Linked DNA regions of Ovis aries: region 1 is linked to region 2. Evidence: chromatin contacts called from public Hi-C data. All regions are on one chromosome and are shown on one strand. Each heading gives the region's core, a stretch centred on a gene start, on an enhancer-like site or on the middle of the called end of the contact. The rest is flanking DNA. Distances are from core to core; before and after follow the strand shown. Region 1 holds the start of C12H1orf159 (chromosome 12 C1orf159 homolog). Region 2 holds the start of AURKAIP1 (aurora kinase A interacting protein 1).

Region 1 (5,754 bases), core at 1,428-3,927, 230 kb before region 2:
GCTACAGTCCATGAGATCATAAAGAGTTGGAGACATGGCTGAGCATATATATATACACACACACACACACCTGTCTCGGCTTGTATCCAGAGACCTAAAGGACCTGCTTAGATGCCTTGAGTGGGTGCAACAGGTCCAGCATCGATGTTCAAGCACATGCAAACGGAAGACACAAGCAAACACCTCTGCCCACCAGGCCCACACAGCAGTCTCATGCCCACAGAACAGACATGGAAGAATGTGCACAATTCTGTCACCCAAGGCAATGCCAGGAACCCACCCAAGTGCCCTCCAGGGACAGGTATCATGCTGAGGACAACCAAGGCCGCTCCACAGACCACAAGGTCTAACATGGCACCACAAAGGAATGTGGCAGAAGTCAGAACTGTGCCTGCTTCTGGGAGGTGGGTCTGGGAAGGCTTAGGAAGTCTCAGTCAGCCCAGGGCAGAGTAGACAAGGTGCTGCTCCTCACAGAACTGGGTCTGGGAGGCCCAAGATCTGGGTGCTGGCAGATCTGGGTCTGGTGAGGCCCTTTCTGGACTGCAGAAGGCTTCTTTCTCAAGATCCTCCAGGCCCTTCCTTGGTGTGCGAGCAACTGTGTTCCTCCTGTTGCTAGTGTATTGATCCCCTCGTGGGCCCCACCTTACCCTGAGCACCCCCAAGGGCCCAGCTGTAGACACCAACACATGGGGATCAGGGCTTCCACCCGCCGATCCAGAGGACACAACCCGAGGGAAGCTTTAGGGATGACAGAAGCGCCCTCTATCACCACGATGTGCCAGCTACACAGCTGTATACATTTGTCAAAATTGGTCAAACTGAATCTATGCACCTCACTTATGTGAATTATACTTAATCATAAACTAAATGATTGCAATTCATTTTCAATTTTGAAAATCTTAGCCAAAAAGCTAAGGAATTGGGTACAAAAACTTATTCAAGGTAATTAAAAATTTGGTGAGAATTTAAATTGTACCATGTTTTCTTTCACAACTCATTTTTCCTTAAAGGAATTGGTTTCAAGGAAGAAGTCACTGTGATTTCTGAACAAGTAACACAACCCACTCCAGTGTTCTTGCCTGGAGAATCCCAGGGAAGGGGAAGCCTGGTGGGCTGCCGTCTATGGGGTCGTACAGAGTCGGACACAACTGAAGCGACTTAGCAGCAGCAGCAACACTTCAGGTATCCAGGGGGGAATTATTCTGGCCCATCAATTTCCTGATGCTGGGAAAAGCTGAGGGCAAGAGAAGGGGGCAACAGAGGATGAGATGGTTGGATGGCATCACTGACTTAATGGAAACGTGTTTGAGCAAACTCAGGGAGACAGTGATGGACAGAGAAGTCTGGTGTGCTGCAGTTCATGGGATTACAAACAGTCGGCTATTACTGAGCTACGGAAAAACAACAACAATCAACTGGGGTTGGGTGCTGGCCAGAAAACCTCACGAACGCCTTTCCAACAGGAGGCCCTGCCCGGGAGATCACGGTGGGAATGCACGCTTCGCCAACCTTCCCCGCGGCTGTGGCTGGAGAACCGAGAGGGGCAGGGGGCCAACTGCTTCAAAGTTCACGTTGCTGATCTTTGCTTTTGCTTCTCCCACTGGATCTCCAGCTCCTCAGCGAGGCCACCGCTCATCAGCGTCTCAGCAAGTAAAGAGCGCCGAGGCGGAACTTGGCTCTCGGGACAGAATGAGAACACAGACTCCTCGCTCACATGCTGCCCGTTCCGAAAATCCCCCCGCGCTCATGGAGGATCATCAGCGCAGTTATCGATCTGACAGCTGTACAGAAAACACTCCAGGCTGCTCACATGCTCTGTGGCCTCAGCAGCGCCGAGACGGTGCTGCCGGAGGACCCCTGGAGACTCGCTGGAAGGGGTCCTTGGTCTTGGGGACGCAGAATTCTCAGTGATGCGGTGACCAGAGGGCGTTGTTCAGGTGAATTACCGGACAAATCACAGCTTACCTCGCGGAACTGGGCAATACAGGAGAGGCGGCAGCGCCCTCCGGGTGCCGGTGACCCTTGGAGGCGCGGCCGCTCCGCCTTTGGGAGGAGCGCCCGGGGCGGGGTGGGGCGCGCATGTGCCAGGAGAAACTTTCCGGAAAACCCAGGTTTTATTTCCTCCGAGGAGCTGGTGAGATCACTGTGGCGGTTCAGATTCCGGCTAACACAGACTGCTGTGGGGGTGCTGGGAGGAGCGGAGAAGGATGGGACCCAGCTCTACCCTCGCAGGCACGGGGACCCCGGAACAGGACAAAAGGGCCACCTGGGCGCTCGGGAACCTCCGAGGAGCGCGTTACCCCGAACGCTGCGCCTTGAAACGCAGTGAGACGCGCGTCCGAACCCCGGTATCAAATAAACGGAAACTAAGCGTCAATTAAATCGTCCTGATGACAACGCACACAGACCCTGCTGAGCCACAGTGGACAATCTAGGGCGATAAACCCACTCGCTGGCCCTTCCGCGCGGCTGAGGCGTCCGGAGCCGGTGACCGGGACGCGGAACGCGGAGGAGCAAAGCGGCCGGACCCCGCGCCACCGCCCCACCCCGCCACTGCAGCCTTGCCTGGGGGCCGCACCCTGAGGGCTGCCCCAGCCCCTGGCCCGCCCCCGCGCGCCCGCACCGCCCCCCCGCCGGCCCCTCACTCACCCCCGCGCCCTTCGAGTTCCTCTTTCGTACCCCCCGCCCTCCAGGCGGTCGCGTTGTGCCCCCTGGGACTTGTAGTCTCCCCGCCACCCGAGCCAGAGCGCCAGGGAGCGTGGCTCCCAGCCCAAAACTACACCTCCCAGCGGTCCACGGTAAAACCGCCCAGTCAAGTGGGTGACGGCCCAGAGTTCTCGCGAGATCTAAAGTTGCACGCAGAGCGATATGGGAAGTGTAGTCTAGGGCCTGGATCAGGTCTGTTCATTTCGGTTCGGTCGTTCAGTCGAGTCCGACTCTTTACGACCCCATGGACTGCAGCACGCCAGGCTTCTCTATCCATCACCAACTCCCGGAGCTTACTCAAACTCATGTCCATCAAGTCGGTGATGCCATCGAACCATCTCATCCTCTGTCATCCCCTTCTCCTCCTGCCTTCAGTCTTTCCCAGCATCAGGGTCTTTTCCAGTGAGTCAGTTCTTCACATCAAGTGGCCAAAGGATTGGAGTTTCAGTTTCAGCATCAGTCCTTCCAATGAATATTCAGGACTGATTTCCTTTTAGGATGGACTGTTTGGGTCTCCTTGCAGTCCAAGGGACTCTCAAGGGCCTTCTCCAACACCACAGTTCAAAAGCATCAATTCTTCGGCGCTCAGCTCTCTTTATAGTCCAACTCACATCCATACATGACTAGTGGAAAAACATAGCCTTGACTAGACGGACCTTAGTTAGCAAAGTAATGTCTCTGCTTTTTAATGGCTGTCTAGGTTGGTCATAGCTTTTCTTCCAAGGAGAAAGCATCTTTTAATTTCATGGCTGCAATCACCATCTGCAGTGATTTTGGAGCCCGAAAAAATAGTTTCTGTTTCCATTGTTTCTCCATCTATTTGCCATGAAGTGATGGGACCGTATGCCATGATCTTAGTTTTCTGAATGTTGAGTTTTAAGCCAGCTTTTTCACTCTCCTCTTTCACGTTCATCAAGAGGCTCTTTAGTTCCTCTTCACTTTCTGCTATAAGGGTGGAGTCATCTGCATATCTGAGGTTATTGCTATTTCCCCCAGCAATCTTGATTCCAGCCTGTGCTTCATCTAGACTGGCATTTCACATGATGTATTCTGCATATAAGTTAAATAATCAGGGTGACAATATATAGTCTTGACATACTCCTTTCCCAATTTGGAACCAGTCTGTTTTTCCATGTCCAGTTCTAACTGTTGCTTCTTGACCTCCATACAGATTTCTCAGGAGGCAGGTAAGGTAGTCTGCTATTCCCATGTCTTTAAGTATTTCCCATAGTTTGTTGTAATCCACACAGTCAAAGGCTTTGGCATAGTCAATAAAGCATGCTAAGTCACTTCAGTCATGTTCAACTGTGCAACCCCATAGACGGCAGCCCACCAGGCTCTGCTGTCCCTGGGATTCTCCAGGCAAGAACACTGGAGTGGGTTGCCATTTCCTTCTCCAATGCATGAAAGTGAAAAGTGAAAGTGAAGCCACTCAGTCATGTCCAACCCTCAGCGACCCCATGGACTGCAGCCTTCCAGGCTCCTCTGTCCATAGGATTTTCCAGGCAAGAGTACTGGAGTGGGGTGCCATTGCCTTCCCTGCAATAAAGCATAAGTAGATGTTTTTCTGGAATTCTCTTGCTTTTTTGATGATCCAACGGATGTTGGCAATTTGATCCCTGATTCCTCTGCCTTTTCTAAATCTAGCTTGAACATCTGAGAGTTCTCGGTTCATATACTGTTAAAGCCTGACTTGGAGAATTTTGAGCATTACTTTGCTGGCGTGTGAGATGCATGCAGTTGTGCAGTAGTTTGAGCATTCTTTGGCTTTGCCTTTCTTTGGGATTGGAATGAAAACTGACCTTTTCCAGTCCTGTGGCCACTGCTGAGTTTTCCACATTTGCTGGCATATTGAGTGCAGCACTTTCACAGTATCATCTTTTAGGATTTGAAATAGCTCAACTGGAATTCCTCCACCTCCACCATCTTTGTTGGTAGTGATGCTTTCTAAGGCTCACTTGACTTCACATTCCAGGATGTCTGGCTCTAGGTAAGTTATCATACCATCATGGTTATCTGGGTCATGAAGATCTTTTTTGTATAGTTATGTGTATTCTTGCCATGTCTTCTAATATCTTCAGGGCCCTGACAGAGTAGCGGAAGCAAGGGGAGGCCCACGCTGCCCAGGATCTCTCGCATGCAGCTGTCTCTGGCATTGCCAGGAGACGGGGAAGCCAGGCTGTCAGTGCCAGAGCATCTGGCTCCTGGAGTTGGGGGCCCGAAACCCCTCTGCGGATGCTCAGCGAGGCTGCTCATTGGTGTCCACCAGGGTAGCGATTCCTGAGACAGCATGGGGTTACACAGATGTGTCCCGGAGAGTGACGCCAGACTGCGAACAGGGTCCCCACAGCATTTCTGGACTCGACCTCGGGGCTGCTCCCTGCGCTCAGGCATGGTGGACGGCGGGGCCTGGAAAAGGCCTGTGTGGGGGTTGTGTCCTCTGTGCACGATTCCCCAGGAAGGCAGCTGTTCCTGGGCTGCCCTGCTCCGCCCCCCACTCCACCCCTGCGCCAGCTTTGTCACTTTCAGGGTTTCAGGCAGAGCCTGTGGGTCGGGGAACGTGGGGCTCCCTGGACCTGGTCTGCATAAGGCTGTCCCTAGGGAAGGCTGTGCAGAGGAGCTTGGAGAAAAGAGAGGACGATCAACCATCGCCTTTCCGTGCTTCCTGGGCTGTTGGCTGGGGGCCGAGCTTCCTCAGAGGCGGCTACTTGGAGAGGAGTGTCTGGGCCGGTGGGTCTGAATTAAGAGGCCTGGACCAAGACGGGCTCCCATGCCGAAGACTGCAGTCCACAGGGACACATAAAACATGGGCTTTTCAGGTCTCTCTCGAACTTCCTTATTCGATATGAATAGGGGTGGATGGGATAGATTTCTGGTTTCTCTGAACTGGTGAAGCTGGTCCAACTGGTTACTCTTTCCACGAAAGCTCCACTCTGGCCTTGTGGTACCTCCCAGGCGCTGGGAATGCTCCCCAGTCTGTCCCTAAGACCATGGGGTCTAGGTGACAGGATGGTTGGCATCCCAGACTGGTTGGTTCTGACAGGATGA
Region 2 (6,270 bases), core at 3,169-5,668:
AAGTTTGGCCTTGGAGTACAAAATAAAGTTTGCCAAGAGAACACACTGGTCATAGCAAACACCCTCATCCAACAACACAAGAAATGACTCTACACATGGACATCACCAGATGATCTATACTGAAATCAGATTGATTATATTATTTGCAGCCGAAGATGGAGCAGTTTTATATAGTCAGCAAAAACAAGACTGGGAACTGACTGTGGCTCAGATCACGAACTCCTTATTGCCAAATTCAGACTTAAATGGAAAAAAGTAGGGAAAACCATTAGACTATTCAGGTATGACCTAAATCAAATCCCTTATGATTATACAGTAGAAGTGACAAATAGACTCAAGGGATTAGAGTTGATACAGTGTTTGAAGAACTATGGACAGAAGTTCATAACAGCGTACAGAAGACGCTGCTCAAGACCATCCCCAAGAAAATAAAAGCAAAAAGCAAATGGTTGTCTGAGGAGGCCTTGAAAATAGCTGAGAAAAGAAGAGAAGTGAAAGGCAAAGGAGAAAAGGAAAGATATACCCATCTGATAATGCAGAGTTCTAAAGAATAGCAAAGAGATAAAAGAAAACCTACCTCAGTGATCAAAAATGCAAAGAAATAGAGGAAAGCAATAGAATAGGAAAGACTAGAGAACTCTTCAAGAAAATTAGAGATACCAAAGGAACATTTCATGCAAAGATAGGCACAGTAAAGGACAGAAATGGTATGGACCTAACAAAAGCAGAAGATATTAAGAAGAGGTGGCAAGAATACCCAGAAGAACTATACAAAAGAGACCTTCGGTCAGTTCAGTTGCTCAGTCGTGTTCGACTCTTTGCGACCCCATGGACTGCAGCACGCCAGGCTTCCCTGTCCATCACCAACTCCCGGAGCTTGCTCAAACTCATATCCATCAAGTCAGTGATGCCATCCAACCATCTCATCCTCTGTCATCCCCTTCTCCTCTTGCCTTCAATCTTTCCTAGCATCGAGGTCTTTTCCAATGAGTCAGCTCTTCACATCAGGTGGGAGTTTCAGCTTCAGCCTCAGTCCTTCCAATGAATATTCAGGACTGATTTCCTTTAGGATGGACTGGTTGGATCTCCTTGCTGTCCAAGGGACTCTGAAGAGTCTTCTCCAACAATACAGTTCAAAAGCATCAATTCTTTTTTTTTTCCCGTTTCCAAAAAGAGGTTTTATTTACTCTGGTCCACAGTTGGTATTTTCACATTATTTCTTGGTCCTAGGGCTCCTGGGCAGGGGCTGGTCCCTGTGGGGCCTCTGGGTGGGGGTCCCTGTGCAGTACTTGGTGGGGGAGTAGGGACAAGTGTGGGGGTGGGGGCTGGCTTTGTGTCAAGCACTCAGAACTCCACTGTCCTGCCTGGGCCTCAGTGTCCCCACTGGGCCCCTGGGAGGGCCCAGGATTGGTGATCTGAGAGTCCTAGGGAAATCCATGAGGCCTAAAATATTTTGGGACTGTGGCCTGACCTTCTCTCAGCTCCACCCCCTGCCACCATTCCCCTGAAGAAAAAGTATTTTCATTTCATTAAAACTGCCTGAAACTTTTGTGGGTACAGAAACCACAAACTGATCGGTAGAAAAAAGAGAAACAGGGAAGACATAACCGGAAACCACTTGGGGCCAGTTCCCCTCCTTGCCTGGGTTTCTTCTTCCCCCTAACAGCTTGGCCTAAAGTCTGCTGGGAAACCTGATGCCTGGAGCTGCCCTGGTGGGGACCCCCCACCCCACATGCATCTGGATATGGCCTTCACCCCTTTCCCCCAGAGTCTCAACTGGTAGCATTCAGACATGTAGAAAAACAAGACAAAAAACACAGAAAGACCCAAAAACCCAGATGAGGCAATGATGTGGGGAGATGGCCTGCACAGGTGTCTCAGTAGCCTGCCTCCTCCTGGTAGTAGGGAGGGCACTCTGAGGGCTCCCCTGGGCCTGGGCCATCTCCAGCAGCTGCTGGAGTCCCGTCGGCCGCTGGGCCTTGAGGGCAGTACTTGGGGTCGTATATCTGCCGGCCCAGGCCAAAGACCTGACCACTCTGGTTGGCACCCTGTGTGTAGCCCATCTACAGGGACATGGAGGAATTATCACATTTGTCTGTCCCCAGCTTTGTGTCTTAAATGTGCCACCGAGTCCCTGGAGCTGTCATGCCCACCTGGCTGGCACACTTGTTTGTGCCCATCTGGAGGCTGACGGTCGAGTGGTCCATGGGGGGCAGGATATGGTTTTGGGGGTTGTACAGATGCCGTCTGGTGCCGTAAGCTGTCATGCCAGACTGGCTGGCACATCTGTTGGCGCCCATCTGGAGCCCAATGATGCACTGGCCCACCTTCATGGTGGCATCATCAAAGTTTCGCTCCTGCTTCTCTGAGTATTTGACACCAATGTCCACTCTGCAGCCCTTTGTCTTGGCCTTCCCAGCCAGGGCAAGAAGAGACACCTGCACCTGAGTCAAGCTCCCACTTTCAAACAGGTCATTGGCCTCGAACAGGTCAACAGGATTCATGCCCTAGCTCACCATGGCCTTGATGAAGTTGGAGAGGTTTTCTAGCTGGTGCCAGTTCTGCATGGAGCGGTTGATCTTACGGATTGAGCCCGGCTGCAGTTTATTCATGAGTGTGCACAATATGATCCCATCCTTCAGACCCTTCTGGAAGTCTGGGCCAAAGGAGAGGCCAGTGAGTCCCTCAATCCAGCTTCGGAGCTCTGCCTCTTTCTGAGGGTCATATTTGGACTGTAGCCGGTTCTTGACCTCGGCCGAGAGCCCGTATGAAGGCCCCTTGTTGAACTGCGTGGAGCTCATGGCTGGCGGGCGCGGCACCGCGGGACGGGACGGACGGACCCAAAAGCATCAATTCTTCAGCATTCAGCTTTCTTTATAGTCCAACTGTCATATCTGTACATGACAACTGGAAAAACCATAGCTTTGACTAGATGGACCTCTGTTGGCAAAGTAATGCCTCTGCTTTTTAATACGCTGTCCAGGTTTGTCATAGCTTTTATTTCAAGGAGCAAGTGTCTTTTAATTTCATGGTTGCAGTCACCATCTGCAGTGATTTTGGAGCCCAAGAAAATAAAGTATGTCACTGTTTACATTGTTTCCCCATCTGTTCGCCATGAAGTGATGGGACCAGGATGCCATGATCATAGTTTGTTGAATGTTGAGTTTTAAGCAAACTTTTCCACTCTCCTCTTTCACTTTCATCAAGATGCTCTTTAGTTCTTCTTCACTTTCTGCCATAAAGGTGGTGTCATCTGCATATCTAAGGTTATTGATATTTCTTACGGGAATCTTGATTCCAGCTTGTGTTTCATCCAGCCTGGCATTTTGCATGATGTACTCTGCACACCTTGACAGTGTATTAAAAAGCAGAGACATTACTTTGCCAACAAAGGTTTGCCTAGTCAAAGCTATGGTTTTTCCAGTAGTCATGTACGGATGTGAGATTTGGACCATAAAGAAAGCTGAGTGCCGAAGAACTAATGATATTGAATTGTGGTGCTGGAGAAGACTCTTGAGAGCCCCTTGGACTGCAAGGAGATCAAACCAGTCAATCCTAAAGGAAATTCTGGAAGGACTGATGCTGAAGCTCCAATATTTGGCCCCCTGATGCAAAAAGTCGACTCACTGGAAAAGATCTCGATGCTGAGAAAGACTGAAGGCAGAAGACGATGACAGAGAAAGAGATGGTTGGATGGCCTACCGACATGAGTTTGAACAAGCTCCGGGAGATGGTGAAGGACAGGGAAGCCTGGCGTGCTGCAGTCCATGGGGGTCACAACGAGCCCGACAGGACTGAGCGACTGAACAACAGGGTTGTTCGTGTTGCCTGGCCCTGCCTCTAGGTGGTCCGGAACAGCAGCGCAGGTCACCGAGCTGCTAACCCCACACTCCTAACCCAGATGTGTATCCCGCCCATCTCCCTCCACGGGGCTTCTTACCTGCCCTGGGAACAGCCCTGAGCAGCTGGGAAGTCAGGCGTATCAGAAACATGGTCTGTACGTGGCTGTGGCCCCAGGCGATCAGCGGAGCTGGAACACAGGTGTGCGCCTAGGTCACTCTGGGGGCTCTGGTCTCGTTCCGATTCCCGCACCCTGTCTCCCTCGCCACCCTCTCCCACCACGAGGATGCCACTTCGAGTACAGCTTCCTCCCTCAAAACCTCTGCCTCCGAGGGTCCCCAGCTGCGCGACTCTGGGCAGGTACTGGCCCTCCCTGAGCCTCAGCTTCACCCCAAGTCTCCCACCTCGCAGGTTGTGTCGACGATCGGGTCTCGGTCCCCGAGCCCCAGCCAGCCGCGGCCTCCTGGGCTGTCCCTGGAGCCCGCTCGCCGCGTCCTCACACAGACCCTCCCCAGACGCCGCAAGAGGGTTCAACAAACCATACCTTCGCCTCTCTCAAGTACTTCCGGTCCGTTCCTAAGGCCGCCCCAGCCCGAGCGAGGCAGCCCGCGTGTTTCTACGCCCACCGCCCCCTAGCGCCCCACTCCCAGTCGGCGCAGGCCCTGCCGGACCCAGAAAGCGACGGTTTCCGGCCGGAGGAACCGCCCCGCCCCTCCCCGTGCCCAGCCCCTCCCACAGCTTGCCGACTCCGCCTGTCCCTCGCGGAGGCTAGAAAACTACACTTACCACAATCCCAAGCGTGTCCTCTGTGCGCCTGCGTGGCTCGAACTCTGGTCGCTCCCCGACAGTCAAGGGTCAGTCGTCCCGGAAAGCCGGAAATGGCGTTTTCCAGACGACGGAGATTTTGCGGGGGGCGACGGAAGTGGTCCTAACTACTTCAGATGCTGGGGCGGGAGCCGGACTCGGAGCAACTCGTCTTGAGGGGCGTCTTCACCCCCGAACCCGCCTCTTGGGGTGGGGAAGGTAGTAGACAGGTGCCAGGTGTTGGGCTAGAGCGGGGGGGCCGTCAGGAGTGACTTGGGTGTCTCGGACCCGGCACCTCTCTACTTTGGCTTGCAGCATCCGCTCTGCCAGTCTGGATAAGCGAAGGACGTCACGCATGTACCGTGGGATGGATAATACGACGCTTTTTGCATGGGTGGAGAGTGTATATTTCTTCCTTAAAGCAAACAAGCTCCTATGTTGTGTCCATGAGAAGTTTCTGTCTGAAAACCAGAAGCAGCATGGAGTTGAGCTGACCCAGTGTTGTTCCTCAGGGTAAGGGGCTCAGAGGGCCCACTTAACCCGTGTAACACAGAAAGGCTGTTGTCCTGAGGTTGGCTAGGATGGACAGGATCCCCAGAATGGACCTGAAGGAATTCCTGCTGGGACAAGGATGTGGGGAAGTCTCTTTGGTCCTCCTCTGAGGCTTGCCCTGTAGGAGGGTCTTCCAGTGAGTCTTAGTATGAAATGGCCAGGCCTAGCCACCCCCAGGCCCCAACTTGGCTAAGCAGAGAGTGGAGGATAGGCCAATGGGAGGGCAAAACTGCAGGATCTGGGCCCAGCTCTATAACTGAGTCTCCAGAGGATGTACCCTTCAACCTGAGGGGCAGCTTCTGGTTCCCAGGTTGAAAGGTCTCTACACACATCCAGGGGCCTCTCTCTCATCCTCCACAGGCTTTTATGGTTTGGTTCTAAGAGTGAGCCACCTGGACCCTGGATGCTGAACTTGCTGCCTTCATACCTTGGCTGTACTGACTTCAGGCACCTTTCTCCAGGCCACTAGCACCAGGAAGGGTGTACCTTCCACCCATGAAGAAGTGCTGATCTGGAGAGAGCCAAGACAGGGCATAGACACGCCCCCCCCCCTCCCCCGAGTGCCTTTGATCTGCACAGAGTGCACACAGCACTTGGAGACAACCCTGACCCACCCTGCTCATTGGCACCACCGCGCTGTCCTCACCCACTCCCACAGAGGACCCCTCCAGGGTGATGCTCTTTGTCCTTTGCAAACCCTCCATTTACCCTGCTGGCAGCAGACAGCTCAGAGCCTCACAAGCCCTCAGAGAGAAGCAGACGCACAGAATTCAGTACAAAACCCAACACAGTAATGAGATCAGAGAGGGGAGCGCAGACACACTGCTAGATCGGTGTTGCAGGCTGTGCAGGGGAGCAAACAATGAGAATGACAAACGACAAGCCCTTTAACTTTCCAAATGTCCTGAGTAGAGAGAATTGTTTATTTAATAACGTAAAATGCATATATAGGAAACTTCTCTAGAAGCTGGTGGCCTGCACTCAGCATCACACAGATAAAAATATACGACTTTCAACACAGATCTAAATACCTTCACATTTTAAAAATCAGAATTCTCTACACAAGTTTTAAGC

Evidence for each region. Hi-C and Micro-C count contacts between places; a contact is called where the count stands out from the background.
Region 1: a contact with region 2 is called in a Hi-C map of tail adipose tissue, with 3 times the contacts expected there. The contact joins the promoter of C12H1orf159 here to the promoter of AURKAIP1 in region 2. A contact is called at or near these places in 4 of 16 Hi-C or Micro-C datasets (hypothalamus, liver, muscle and 1 more).

What each region holds. Positions count from the first base shown.
Region 1 is chr12:50,690,602-50,696,355 of ARS-UI_Ramb_v3.0, reverse strand. It overlaps C12H1orf159 (chromosome 12 C1orf159 homolog), which reads right to left and starts at 2,677. Exons shown (of 11, transcript XM_060396159.1): 1 at 2,650-2,677.
Region 2 is chr12:50,464,276-50,470,545 of ARS-UI_Ramb_v3.0, reverse strand. AURKAIP1 (aurora kinase A interacting protein 1) reads right to left here and starts at 4,418. Exons shown (of 4, transcript XM_004013784.5): 1 at 4,385-4,418; 2 at 3,941-4,030. The coding sequence starts at 3,992. It overlaps CCNL2 (cyclin L2), which reads right to left. Exons shown (of 10, transcript XM_060396576.1): 10 at 6,083-6,270. It also overlaps the pseudogene LOC101107036.